2 separate regions of the Rattus norvegicus genome follow, and region 2 is linked to region 1. Evidence: chromatin contacts called from public Hi-C data. All regions are on one chromosome and are shown on one strand. The core of a region is the stretch at or near the end of the contact, and the rest is flanking DNA. Distances in the headings are between cores, read along the strand shown.

The links. Hi-C and Micro-C count contacts between places; a contact is called where the count stands out from the background.
Region 2: a contact with region 1 is called in a Hi-C map of liver, with 2.1 times the contacts expected there. The contact joins the promoter of Atp2a2 here to the enhancer-like site in region 1. A contact is called at or near these places in 6 of 12 Hi-C or Micro-C datasets (the Rat2 cell line, Schwann cells, frontal cortex and 3 more) and 1 of 1 datasets of contacts at active chromatin or transcription factors (oligodendrocytes).

The regions. Positions count from the first base shown.
Region 1 is chr12:39,688,116-39,694,658 of GRCr8, forward strand. It overlaps a transcript of Ift81 not described here. Among named protein-coding and RNA genes, the nearest start is that of Atp2a2, 42 kb to the right of the region's middle. Within about 2 kb of position 2,611, at least 46 of the 93 cell types and tissues checked have an H3K27ac peak or open chromatin away from gene starts, as enhancers often do. A contact at or near this core is called in Schwann cells and liver, where this site is marked.
Region 2 is chr12:39,730,704-39,737,175 of GRCr8, forward strand. It overlaps Atp2a2 (ATPase sarcoplasmic/endoplasmic reticulum Ca2+ transporting 2), which reads left to right and starts at 2,816. Exons shown (of 20, transcript NM_001110823.2): 1 at 2,816-3,439; 2 at 4,054-4,071; 3 at 4,179-4,261. The coding sequence starts at 3,322.

The DNA of each region.
Region 1 (6,543 bases), core at 1,361-3,860:
ACACACACACACACACACAAAGGCATGCACACATAGACACAAACCAAACATACAGGCACACACACAGGAGGCACATACATGCATTCACAGAAGGACACACAAAGAAAAAAGAAGAGGAGGAAGGAGAAGATGAGTGTGATAGTGTCTGTGAGTGAGTCTGGTCCTCAGTTTATTTGCCCTCTTGCCTGGGCAAGTGTCAGCTCCCAGTGTTGTTAGTGGGTGGAAAGAAACCTTTCTTTTTTTTTTTTTTTTTTTTTTTGGTTCTTTTTTTTGGAGCTGGGGACCGAACCCAGGGCCTTGTGCTTCCTAGGTAAGCGCTCTACCACTGAGCTAAATCCCCAGCCCCAAAAGAAACCTTTCTTACAATCGGTTCTGGACACCAGGTAGGTTATTTATGTCAGATCAGCTGCAGGCCTACTGTGGTTTAGCAGTATCTAATGCTCCATTAACCAGATGGCTTTTCAGAACCAGCACTTTACTCCCCAGAGAAAATCTTCCAAGATAGTACACCTAGAGGCCCATCTGTGTTTTAGCCCCACACTCTGCCGTCCTCCTACTACTACGGTCTGGGGTTGTGAAGGACAGCCCCGGCCACCCCAGGCTCTGATTGATTATCACACGCCGTCCTTCCTCTGCACAGAGTGAGTGTGTGCAGAGCACACAAAGGCTGCTCCAAAATTGCCCCACTAATTGAAGCAGAACATCGTTATCACTTCAAGAAAAGCAAATTGGAAAAAACCTCTACAAGACCAAGTTATTTATAGCTTTTACGTAACATTGGACACTTAGTAACGCAGCTTAATGGGTCTCATGCAGACTTCCCTTCCACTCGCCCATGACTTGATTGGAACATTAAGAAGCTTTGACTAACCCTCACAGTTTCTGACAGCTTGTACTTAGTAAAGAAGAGCTTGCTCCATTTTTTTTCCTTCAAGGTTAATGTGCTAACTGGCTAATTGACAAGTGCACTTAATCATTTTACAAAATAATTGTGTCTTTCACGTGATGGCCCAAATAAAGGAGAAAAATGTCGCCTGCGAATCTGCCTCTGCAGTCGGGTTTCTGTCTCTGGAGCGGTACTGCCAGCTGTTGTGAGGACTTTGACTGTCAGTGGCAACTCCCTCTTGCTCACTATTGGTTCAGGAGATAATCCTGTAAATATGCCCTTTAAGAAAAATCTAGAAGTCGGATGTACTTCCTGTTACAGTCTGTTGAATTCAAGGTCACATTTCCCAGAGCTGGGGAGCAGGCTGGAATACCCAGAGCACTAGCGAGTGAGGGGAAGGGAGGGACCCTGACACTGAACCAGCCAGCCTTCCCTGGAGGCTCATGCTGGCTGCCTCCGAGCTGCTTTAATTCAGCAGGCAGCCATTCTAAAACAAGCTATTGAATCACATTTGCTTTGATGCGATGTTTGTCATTCTGCTGAATTCTTAGCATGCATGACATTTATATATTTTTTTGGAAAATTTTAAGGTCTCTGCACTTTCCAAGTGTATTTCTTAAGGTTTTAATGCTAAGATGATACCAAGCATTTTTTAAAATAATTTGAGTAAAATAAGAGGCTATATATGCACTCAAACTTTAAATGTGTAAATTGGCAGGATTCTTTTGGATTTGAATTTGGAAAAAAAAATGCATCATGAGTAACACAGACAAAGCTGTCTTCACAAAGGCAAAGTTTTTATTAAAAAAATAACTGTGTTTCTCGAAGAAACCTCATCTTACACAGGTCGTCGCCCAACTCTGGTGCCAGATGAGGGTGAATAACAGGTTTGTTTCCACAAAGAGTTCTAGGTGCTTACATCATGCCTCTTGCTTGGCAGGAAGGAGTTTGCCAGCCTCTGGGAGCCCACCCTGGTGATTAGCCTTCCCCGTAACTTGCTTGTCCACAGCTTGGCCATGCTGTGGTGAGGTGGGTCTGGGGTGTGTATTCCGCACTGTCTCTCAGACAGTCTACAGCAGCCAGAAAGAGGTAGATCTGCACCTTTGTCGCCGATGTAATTACCCTGGTCCTTATGCTGGCCGAGCCCTTCCTCCCTCTCCCCTAAACGAGGGCAGTCTAATTAGAGCTGTTTGTACGGCAGCTAGGCATGTAGTGACTGTTTTGTCTGAGGAGGGTAGAGAAGGATCATTAAAGGTGATGTGTGTGTTTTGATGTTTGACTCTTCTATCTTAAGACAGTCTTTAAAAAAAATAGCAGGTTCACTGGGCAAGAATATGGTTTGTTTTTACCCAGTCCTTGCAAAAGAAATAAAAAAATAAAACACAGAGTCCAAATAAGTAGTGTTTCTGAGAGGCCTGGGCAAGCACGTGCTTTCTGCTCCCCTGCACCCCCTTTTGGCAAACTGGAAGTACTTTCTTGGTCACTGGTAATTTCACAATTTCCTTTCTAGAACCAGAGAGCCTTGCAGGCAGTCACTAAGCTGGTTTACTGTTATGGAAATTCATGATTCAGAATATGGGGAGAAAGGAAAGATTCCTGTTTGCCAGTGAGATCTTAAGTTCCCACTTGAGTCCAGGTTGTGACGTCGGTCCCTGTGAGGAGCTTAGTGCAGCACTTGGTGGGTAGCCTAGAGATCAGAGAGCAGCAGGCTCTGGTGTGTGAATGACTCACCCGCATCTTCCTTCGGTGGTGACCACTGAGGGAGCCCTGCCAGCCAGCGCAAAGCCGGTCTGCTGCTGCCCTTGCTGCAGGCTGCCTTCCCGCTCTGAGGAGGAGTTGCAGTGCAGTTCCCTCCTTAAAGAGGCTCAGGCACAGTGCTGTGGTATCAGAGGATGGACTTGGCTAGAACATTAATTAAACAAAGCAACACATTGGCAGATACTATCTCCCAAAGTTCCACAGTCACGATAAAGACGAAAGGGCTTGAACCGTTGCTGAGTGCTGGGTGTGTGCCAGGCATAGTCCCCGAAGCTTCTGTGGAAGCAAGGTGACTCTCACAGTGAGGCAGGACAGTTAGAGACCACGATATGGACCAGGCGAGGCTGGCAGAGCCTGCATCCAATCCTGTGCTCTTAACTGCTGGCTGGGGGTGGGGTCCATTGTCAACAGAATTTATTTGTAAACAAGTGGGTGTCTGTTTCTGAACTATCGCGTGCCTTAAATTCTGTTTAGTAACGCTTATAAACTTAGAGTATCTTTTTAAACAGTGGGTTCGGGTCAGGAGAGATGGCTCAGTGGTTAAGAGCACTGGTCACTCTTGCAGAGGACCTGGGTTCAATTTCCAGCATCTACCTGGTGGTCCACAACCATCTATAACTCCAATAATCTTTTAAATTAAAAAAAACATAAAAAGCAAGACTATAAGATATGGTTACATTTATTCAATCATAATTATTTTGACCACTTTATAAAATCTCTTGCCATTTTTCTATATGCCAAGACATAGCTTCTTTCTAAACTGGAGAAGATTTACTTACGTACAAGTATTACCTTCTGTGTGTGACTCTTTACAAAGTTATGAAATAAAAAATATTGTGGAATTTTTTTTCTTTTTTTCGGAGCTGGGGACCGAACCCAGGGCCTTGCGCTTGCTAGGCAAGCGCTCTACCACTGAGCTAAATCCCCAACCCCTGCAATAAAAAATATACATAACCTCAGTTTTGCTATGAAAACCTCACTGCCAGACAGGTGAGGTGGCTGAGCAGTGCTTGCCACCAAGCCCAGGGGATCTGAGCTGGCCTCTTGAACCCTTATAGACATGAAAGTTGTATACACAATAAACAGAATTTTCCAAATGCACAGACACAAATACTATATAGGAAAGCAGTATTATATATTTTGAATGGTCTGAGGAATGATTTTTTAAAAGGTGAGATGAGTCTAGATGTACAAGGATGTGTTAAGACTTTATGGAAATTTATGAAAATCTTACAGAAATAAACAGAAGCTATAAAAGCATCTTAGACCCGGAGAGATGCTCGCTCAGCAGTTAAGAGCACTGGCTGTTCTCACTGAGGACCTGGCTTGGGTTCCCAGCACCTACGTGGAGGCTTACAACTGCCTGCAGCACCAGCTTCACAGGAACGGATTTCCTTTTTCTGGTCTCCTGGAGCGCCACACACACATAGTCCACATTAAACATGCAGGGGATCTCAGTGCTCAGCTGGGTTGCCTTGGGAGAGGAAGGAGTCCGCTATGAGCTAAGCTCTTGTGCGCTGTCCAGCAGCCCCTCCTGATCACAGATTTGCTTTTTTTTTGGTTCTTTTTTTCGGAGCTGGGGACCGAACCCAGGGCCTTGCGCTCCCTAGGTAAGCGCTCTACCACTGAGCTAAATCCCCAGCCCCACAGATTTGCTTTTTGATGTTTCAGTTGCGTTTGGTCAGCTGAGCTCCAAAACTTATAAATGAAAAATGTCATAGTAACCCATAGACTTTAAATAGCTTCGTCATAGTATCTGACTTTAAATCCTATTTTATTGGTACTGCCGTTGAGCTTAAATTTGCCCTAGGTATGAATGTATAGAGAGAAAACAGTGTGCAATAAGAAGGCTGATTTGGCACTTCCTTTGGCCTCAAGGACCCACCAGGGGCCCCTCAGCTAGAATGTACAAAAAGGCACAGGAAAATAGAAGGTGTGGCTGCAGGATTAAACAGACCTAAAACACGTTAAGCATCAGTGAATACCCAGGCCTAATAACCAGGTGTTAAATATGCTGGTACTATGGAAGGTCAGCCAAAAGAGGCATCTAGAATATTCCTCCCTAAGCCCCTCCCGCTCTGGGGAGCGCTTTCTCAGTTTCCCTAAATAAATCTATGCTCATAATGCTAAGAAAACAAAACAAACCAGCCAATCATCTGGAACTGGCACAGTGGTTTATGCCTACTGTCCTGCTTGTTGGGAGCTGAAGCAAGACAAGAGGGTTAGGAGTTCAATGCTAGCCTGGGCGGTAATGAGATAAAAGTAGGTGGAGATGTGGTGAAGGGAAGAAGTAAAAAGAAAAATCAAAACACCAGGGATCCAGGGAAGACTAGAAGATGAAAAAAGTCAAGGAGGTTTCCTCAGAGGTGAGAATTGGTGGGCCTGGAGAATGGTCAAGAGAGTGACAGTGGGGACAGCTGAAGATAACACGCACAACGCACTCCTGGGAGGAAAGCATGACGTCTAGGTATCAGTGTGAGCAATGGAACCCACAACAGAAGTGCTTTGTACTGCTTGTTTAGCTAGTGAGCAGAACTACCCCAGATTTCCCGAAAACTACAATATTTCTAGATATCAACATTTACTACAAAGAGGAGAGCTTCACGGGACTTCCAGACACTCACTTTGTGTCTTAGTTTATTTCCTTTATGTCATGTGGAGGGCGCTGCAATCCGTTTTGGTTTAAGATCTCCAAGGGGCCAATTCAGAAATCAAAGGAAGAAAAGCCCTGTGGCTGAGCAATCTTAGGCCCGCCCAATGAAGAGCGACACCTGTGATTGGCTGAGCAATCTTAGGCCCGCCCAGTGAAGAGCGACACCCATGATCCCACCTCTCCTAGAAGCACACGTAGAATCTGACTTGGAGTGGAGCTGCGACTCCATGGGGAGTATGAAACCTCCAGAAGAGCATGCCCTGTGGTACAAGCTGGAGCCTATCCGGGATGAGGGAGAGGCTGCTGGAAACCAGATGGCGAAAGCTCTGTGCTGCAGCTCCTGTGATGAGCGGATCCTAGGCTCTTGTGGTCTTGGTTCTCCAACTGCCCCAGTTTCTTGACGGGCTGTTGATGAAGTGAGAGGCTCTCTGTGTGCAGAAGAACACGTGATCATCGTCTGGGGGCCTAACTGGAGTTGGGATGAGCAGTATAGACAGTCGACCACTTAATTTGTTTATTATATTAAGGGGAAGAGGGTATTTCCACACCAACACGAAGACCCAGCCTTTAAGGAGGTATCATCTAACCTTAAAAAAAAAATTATATGTGACAGTTTTTTATTGTGTGTGTGTGAAAAGATTTGATCATTCTAAAGAATTTAGCCAAAGAACAGAATATCTCAAAGGGATATTCTTGTTGGGAAAGGTTTTTATAAGTTTATATGATTTCCTGTGTTTAAAAAAGGAATCGGAGCTGGTGGTTCACAGTGCTTGATTTCTTTCCCTTGAGAGTCGGGAGGGTTTTCACTGGGACAATCGCAGTGCTGCCAGGGAGAGCCTTAGCCATCAAGAAGACCACTTGCCAGGGACTTGGCCGTGTCAAACAAATGTTCAGCTTCCATTCTGACACTTCTCGAAGAATTTGATTGAAACTATATATGTCTAGATAACACTCAGCAAAGTGGCCCTTCTTATATTTGTTTCAAGATATATTTGGAAACAAGGGAGATGACCTTGGGCTCAGCCACTTTTCCAATTTAGGACTTCTCCCTGGGTCTACTGAGCGATACTCCCCAACACTGCAAATTCGCCGAATGGAAAAACATTCTTGGTACTCGGTGCTGTAAGCCCTGGGGTGGAGGACATTTCCCCCTAGCAATATGCTCTGCCTTTAAAGATGGGCTATATTTACCCACAAACTCTATGTTCTAACCGTCTACTTCAAAATACAGCCAGGGAGCATTTGC
Region 2 (6,472 bases), core at 1,566-4,065, 43 kb after region 1:
CTCACTAAGCTGGCCTGGAATTCACTATGTAGATCAGGTTAGTCTACACCTCATCCTCAGCTGCCTCTGCCTCCTGAGCGTTGGGATTATAGGTGGGCGTGACTACGCCGTGCCCGTTTCTCCTTCTTTTTGAAGCGAGATAGACCCTTTTATGTGTTTCTCCCAACTTTATTTCTACATAAAAGTAGCCAGGGATTCTGCCTCCAGGAGTCTGGGTTCAAGATCAGTTTTGCCAACCTCTGAGCAAGAGGGCTCAGAGATAACGACAGGCTGAGGAGACAAAGACCTAGTTGGCATGATCATATGCCTGGGGCCAATGCTGAGCTAAAAATCATACTATTAGTTTAAGGGAGCATTCCAACCTTCAGTAAAAAAGAAACACCTTGCAAAGAACATTCCAGAAGGGCAATGGAAGATGGTAGCGGTACCTATGAGACTAAGGGTGTCATTTCTGGGAGCCCCATAAGGCAGCTTTGTTTTAATACTAAGCCTCACAGCCAATCTCATAGGCCAGTGGTCCGGGGGCCAAAATAAATCCAGTTTATTCCTGAATGGAAAAAAATCAATACACTGGAGTTGAGCCGACGAGTGCTGGGGCCTTTGTGCTGGCACAGCCCCTTTGCAAGTCACTGATGGGTTGAGGAGGGTGGGACTCTCATTCACTGAAACCGTACCTACTCAATAAATGCGCAGATGCTGGGGGCTAGGCCTTGTACTGAGTGTGGACAAGACAAGCTCTGTTCGCGTGGACCTCAAATCTGGATGTCGTACAAGACGCTAGGAGGCCGGCAGTGAGCAGCTAAACGAAATGTACAGCCCGTTTTCCATAGATAAGTGTTAGGGGAGGAGACCCTTGAATAATGAGATAGCGGGCATACTGGGGAGGGGAGCGGCTTTAGATAATAAAAGCATCTTTCCGGAGGGGACATATAGAAGATGGCCCGGGGCGGGGGCGGGGGCGGGGCGGGGGCGGGGGCGGGGGCGGGAGAAGAACCAGGAACTCATGTTGTAAGGTGCACCTACAGCCTCTGAAAGAGGGGGCTACACAAAAACAAAGAAACGAACAAAAAATGAAACCCAGTGAGCATCTCAAACAGAGAGGTCATGACCTTCCTGCTCTCAGCGCCTCTTGCAGTTGGTGTGAAAAACACGAAGGCAGGCAGAACTGGAATACAAGGAGGAGGAAGACCCACGGGCTCTCCATCACCGCACCCCCACCTCGCAGGCCGTCACCTGATCCTCCAGAAGAGGCTGTGACCTAACCAGTTTCCACCTTGCTTCTAGGCAGTGCATTGCTATACAGTAGAATTTTTGTTTGTTTGTTTCGTGTAGGGTTCTGTTGGTCCTATTCCAAGTATCAATCAGAACTGCATGCCAGCCTCCACTCCTTGGAAATAATTAAATGACGTACTTGATTTTTTTTTTTCAGTCGGGTAAAGCACCGTGATTTGCATCTGCTGAAGGCATCTATCTTAAGTCTTGAGGCGGAGCCTTGTGGGACGGACTTAAGTGTTGGGGGGGAGGCGTTGCTAAACACTCAAGTAGACGAAATGCTTTATTTTGCAATCTATTTCCCTTCGTGGAGCCGCTTTTTGTGAAGATATTCGTGAATTCAATGCAAAGGTCCTCCTCCCTGTTAAGTATGGCTTCCCACCTTCCTCTGCCTTAAAAAAAATTTTTTTTGATGTTTTAGACAAGGTCCAATATCGAAGGCTGGTTCTAAACTCAAGTGTCTGGACGTGACCTTGAACTCTTGATCGCGTCGCTTCCACCTCTGGGTGCTGGGATCACAGGCGGGCACCACACTTGGCTCCGTGTGGCCTCTTTATATTGGCAAAATTACGTTCCATGCTAGGCTCTCTACAGACCTCACCGACACAACATATGTGGTTTAAGAATAGATTTGGGATTGAAGGCTCCTTTTCTCCCATTGGGGGAAGTGAAAGTCTATATAGCAGCCTTCATTTTTGAAGCCAAAGCCAAGCTACCTAGCACAGGCGTAGCTGTTACAGCATAACCTGTGACTTCTATGCAGACGTGTGTCAAAGGCTGTGTGAGCTACTAAAACCGAAATAAAACTTCCTCCTTCCTCCCCCAAGAGTGGGATTCCCTGTCGGGGCACAGAACCCGCAGGGGAAGGAAGGGCTGGTGTTGGCGTGCGATGGAGATGGGGCTTTCGGCTGGGGGTGTGGGATGCGGTGTTCCCGAGGCGACAGATGAGCGCTTTTGGCTGTGTGGGAAGGGAACTGCGGAATTCCTCCCCTTGGTTGCTGAGGGGGGCTCTGAAGGAGACATTAGGATGCAGAGCACGGCTCGCACTGCCCAGGGCGCGGAGGCAAGCCAAGGACACCAGTCCCTGCGCGCCTCGGTCCCCAGCGTTCCGGCGCCTCCCTGCCACCACGCGGCCCCAGGAAGTCCCCCCTCAGCGGCGGGGCCCCCAGCACAGAGCGCCCACCCGTGAGCTCCGCGATCTATTCCTGCACGCGGACGGAATGGGAAAGCCGCGACCGCGTAAGGTCGGGCTCGCCCTCCGCCCGCCCGGGCCGCAGCGAGCACAGCGAGGACGCGGAGGTGGCCTGCGCGCGCACACCGCGCGCGGCCTCGATCCGGGTTACTGGGGGCGGCGCGCGGGAGGAGGCGGGGCCTGCCGGCAGCGTGGGCGCGCAGCGCGCGCGCGGGAGGGCGCCGGGGGAGGGGGCGGGGCCGCGCCGCCCGCGCCGCGCTGGGCTCTCTCGGCCAATGAGCGGCGTCCACATGCCGCGGCGGCGGCGAGAGGGGAGGCAGCGGCGGATAAATGCTATTAGAGCAGCCTCCGCGGAGCCGTCCCCGACGCCACCTCCCGTCTCCTCCGCCGCAGTTTCCTCCGCCGCTGTCGGGGGTGCAGAGCTGAGGGGCTCGGGCAGGCGCGCCGCGCAGCTCCTCTCCAGTCGCCCGCCTCGCCGTCCTCCCCACCGAGGGCTCGCCCGGGCGCCCCTCCTCAGCCGCGCCGGGTCTCCTCAGCGCAGCGCCGCGGCCTGCGCTACCTGCGGCCGGCTGGCAACAGAGGCAACGCACACTCGCGGCGGGGCGGGAGGCTCGCAGCCCCTCGGGCGGGCTCGGCGAGGCCCGGCCGCGTGCGGCGGTTTCTGGGGGAGGGGGCTCGGGTGATTCAGCGCCCGGTCAGGCGGAAGCGGCCGCCGCCGCGGAGGAGGAGGAGAAAGAGGAGGGGACAGCTGTCCGCGCCCGGGCGCCCGCGGTGGCACGAGCCCGCGGCCCGAGTGCGAGGCGGAGGCGAGGAGGCCGCGGGGACGCGAGGCGAGGCCGGCCGGGGCCCCCGCAGCCATGGAGAACGCTCACACAAAGACCGTGGAGGAGGTGCTGGGCCACTTCGGCGTCAACGAGAGCACGGGGCTGAGCCTGGAGCAGGTCAAGAAGCTCAAGGAGAGATGGGGCTCCAACGGTAGGTGCGGGGCGCCGGGGCTGCAGCGGCGCGGCGCGGGCCAGAGCGCAAGGGAAGATGGCTGACCCGGCTCCACCTCGTGGGGCTCGGCTCGGCTCGGCGCCCGACGGCTGCGAGAGGCCCGGCGGTCCGCGCGCGGGTCCGGGCCATCGCCGACCTCTAGGGGTCTCGAGCCGGTGACCTTCCCGGCGCTCTGCAAGCCGGGGTGGGGGGAGGGAGGGAGGGAGAGAGAGAGAGGGAGGAGGCTCCTGCGGCTGGGCTGAGTCCCCCGCGGATTTATGAGGCGTCGATGTGGTTGAGAAACCCTCCGACCGTTTCTCGTACTCCCCAAAGTTGCACATCTGGCAGAAGTGATGACCCAGCTGAAATGACTGCATGGTTCGGGAGCCCGGAGAGGGCTTAAGAGCAGTTCCGAGCCCATTGATTACCAGGGCTGCATAATTTTCTCGGGGTATCAAAGTGGAGAGAGGTCGTTCGCCGTTCGTGTGCCTATATCTGCCTTTCAGACAACGGTGGTGGTGAGTTTAGCAGTTTTTGTAAAAAGCGCTAATAAAATGTCTTCATTCTTTCTGCTCTCCTCCTGACACGTTGCCTGTCGGATTTCGGCGTTCTAGAATTGCCGGCTGAAGAAGGTAAATAATTCTATTAACGTGTTATTTTAGAGAGATGATGTGTGTGCAGACGCCGACTGATTGATGTGGACAATTGACACAATTTTTTTTCCCTTCTTTTCTAACAGGAAAGACCTTGCTGGAACTTGTGATCGAGCAGTTTGAAGACTTACTAGTTAGAATTTTATTGCTGGCAGCATGTATATCTTTCGTAAGTATTTAAGAAATTATTTTTTCTACCCCTAAAAGTTGAAAGTATTTCTTGGTATACCAGAAAATAAATAATGGCCATTGAGTTTCCGTGTTTAAAAACAAAAAGACAAAATAACCCAAGAACTAGAGGAAAAATGTTAGAAGCTGTTTTGATAAGGTAATAGCCACTTTTGCAGTGCAGTGAGAAATGGATCCTGATTGTGCAGGGTCTCCGAAATGCTTGTGCCCTACCAGTGTTTAGTATCAGAAAGTTTCTCCTTGGAAGGCCTTTTCTGTTGGGGTTCTTCCATTGGTTATCATGTTGTAAGATCACACTAAGATGATGTTGGGCACTTTGTAAAAGGAGCAGACAAAAGAAATAGTCCAGCTGCTTTGCCTCCCTGGTAGTGGCAAGGTGACAGTTGTTCCTGACAGTGACAAGAATGATGACGGCAGAGATGGCACCAGTGTTGACCAAATTTGGTCACTGACCTTTAGGGTGGCATCTAACTGGACCCCTGTCTTGGGTGATGCCTAGACTAAGAGAACAAAGTCCAGCACTCTTGGTTTTAAATATTAAAGAGGGAAGGAGGGCAGAGGTGGGGTTTTTGTTTGTCTCTCTCTCTCTCTCTCTCTCTCTCTCTCTCTCTCTCTCTCTCTTTCTTTCTTTCTTTCTTGTTCTGGGTGTGCTTGAGCCAGTGTGGTTGCTAAGAAACTAGTGAAACGCAGACACCTGCCCAAGAAGGACTACTAGAGGTGTCAAGGGTATTTCTAGGTTATTAACATTTTACTACTGCATTTTCCCCCCTGGGCAGTGGACTTTATGGTTTCTTTAAGATGGTATAGTGGTGTGCAGATGCTTAGTCTTCATAACACACACCAATTTTTTGTTGTTAGAACATTGTTTTCTTATGCTATGATAGGAAGTGAAAATCATACAGTGCTGTTTTGGGCTTCACAAAACTGGTGACTGTATGGTTTCAATTAGGAATTCACATTTAAGTCTGACCCAGGGGTTCTGTCTGTGATCATGGCCTCTATGAAGAAAGCATAGAGGATTGTTTAGAGAACTTACTGAGTTCAGGTAAAGGAAAGATGAATTTTTAGCTATTTTTAAAATAAATGTTGGTGGCAAGGTGACCTTTAGGAGCACTTGTGTATGTGCATTTTGTCCTGAGACTCTAGTTTGTCATGTTGTCTAAGTGTTGCCTGGCCATTACTAGTTCAGTATTAAGAATCTTACCTGTGGTTTTCACTGAATAAAATGTAGACTCCCACAGCAAACCGTTCAGCATACTAGTGAGTCGTTTACTCTGTGCTTCTTATATATATATAGCATATTGTGTGGTTAGTGTCAATGGTCATTTCATTCGTAAACAAGATGAGTGGCGCTGATGACAGGGAGCATGGTGCCGGGTGCTAAAGTAGTTCTGTATCTGGGGTCTTTAAGGTTTGTATTTATGCAGGCTGCATCATTCTGGAAGTCTGTATTCACTAAGGCCATCAAGGACTGGGAATTAGAAATTAACCAGCTGATACAGACAAGCTGCAGGCAAAGTGCGTCCTTACTGCTTCCTTTCGTACTACTGAGGCAATCTTAGGAACATGCCACTTTTCAGTGAACAAGTTACTTGGATTTCACAGCGTTTCAAATTGTAGTGGACAGTTTGACTTTTTATCAAGCAGAATTAATGATTATAGATACATTTTGCATTGGAGTAATTAGGAATTTATTATTTCTAATCATTCTCAAATTTGAAGTGCTTAACATTTTTTTGTGATAAGGAGACACTGCTTGTTAGTGCTGTGTTAGTAGTTGAGTTCATTTTCAACAGTTACTTGGAATTCTTGTTCAGGAAATGAACTGTTAGGTTTTTGTGATCTGACTTGTTAAATGGCTAAAGAATATGTGTTTAGGAAGTGCTTTTTATGGAATTGACTGCCTTTGGTTTATGTGATCGAGATTGTGGATGGATTAGGATAACTCTTCAGAGGCCACTTTAAAGCCTGTTCCAGCTCTAACCTTTAGTGCCCATGGTTAAGTCTATACTAAACCATTAAAAAGAATAAACCTTTAAGAAGAAATAAACTCCAAGGTTGCTTTATTTCAAAAGAAAAGGTTCAGGAAGCGGGGGTATCAATATAGCTGGGATAGAGTAAGACCGTATCTTAAAAGCTACAAAAATGGAAAAAAGAAAAATTGCACTCTAGAAGATGGCCTTTGTTGATG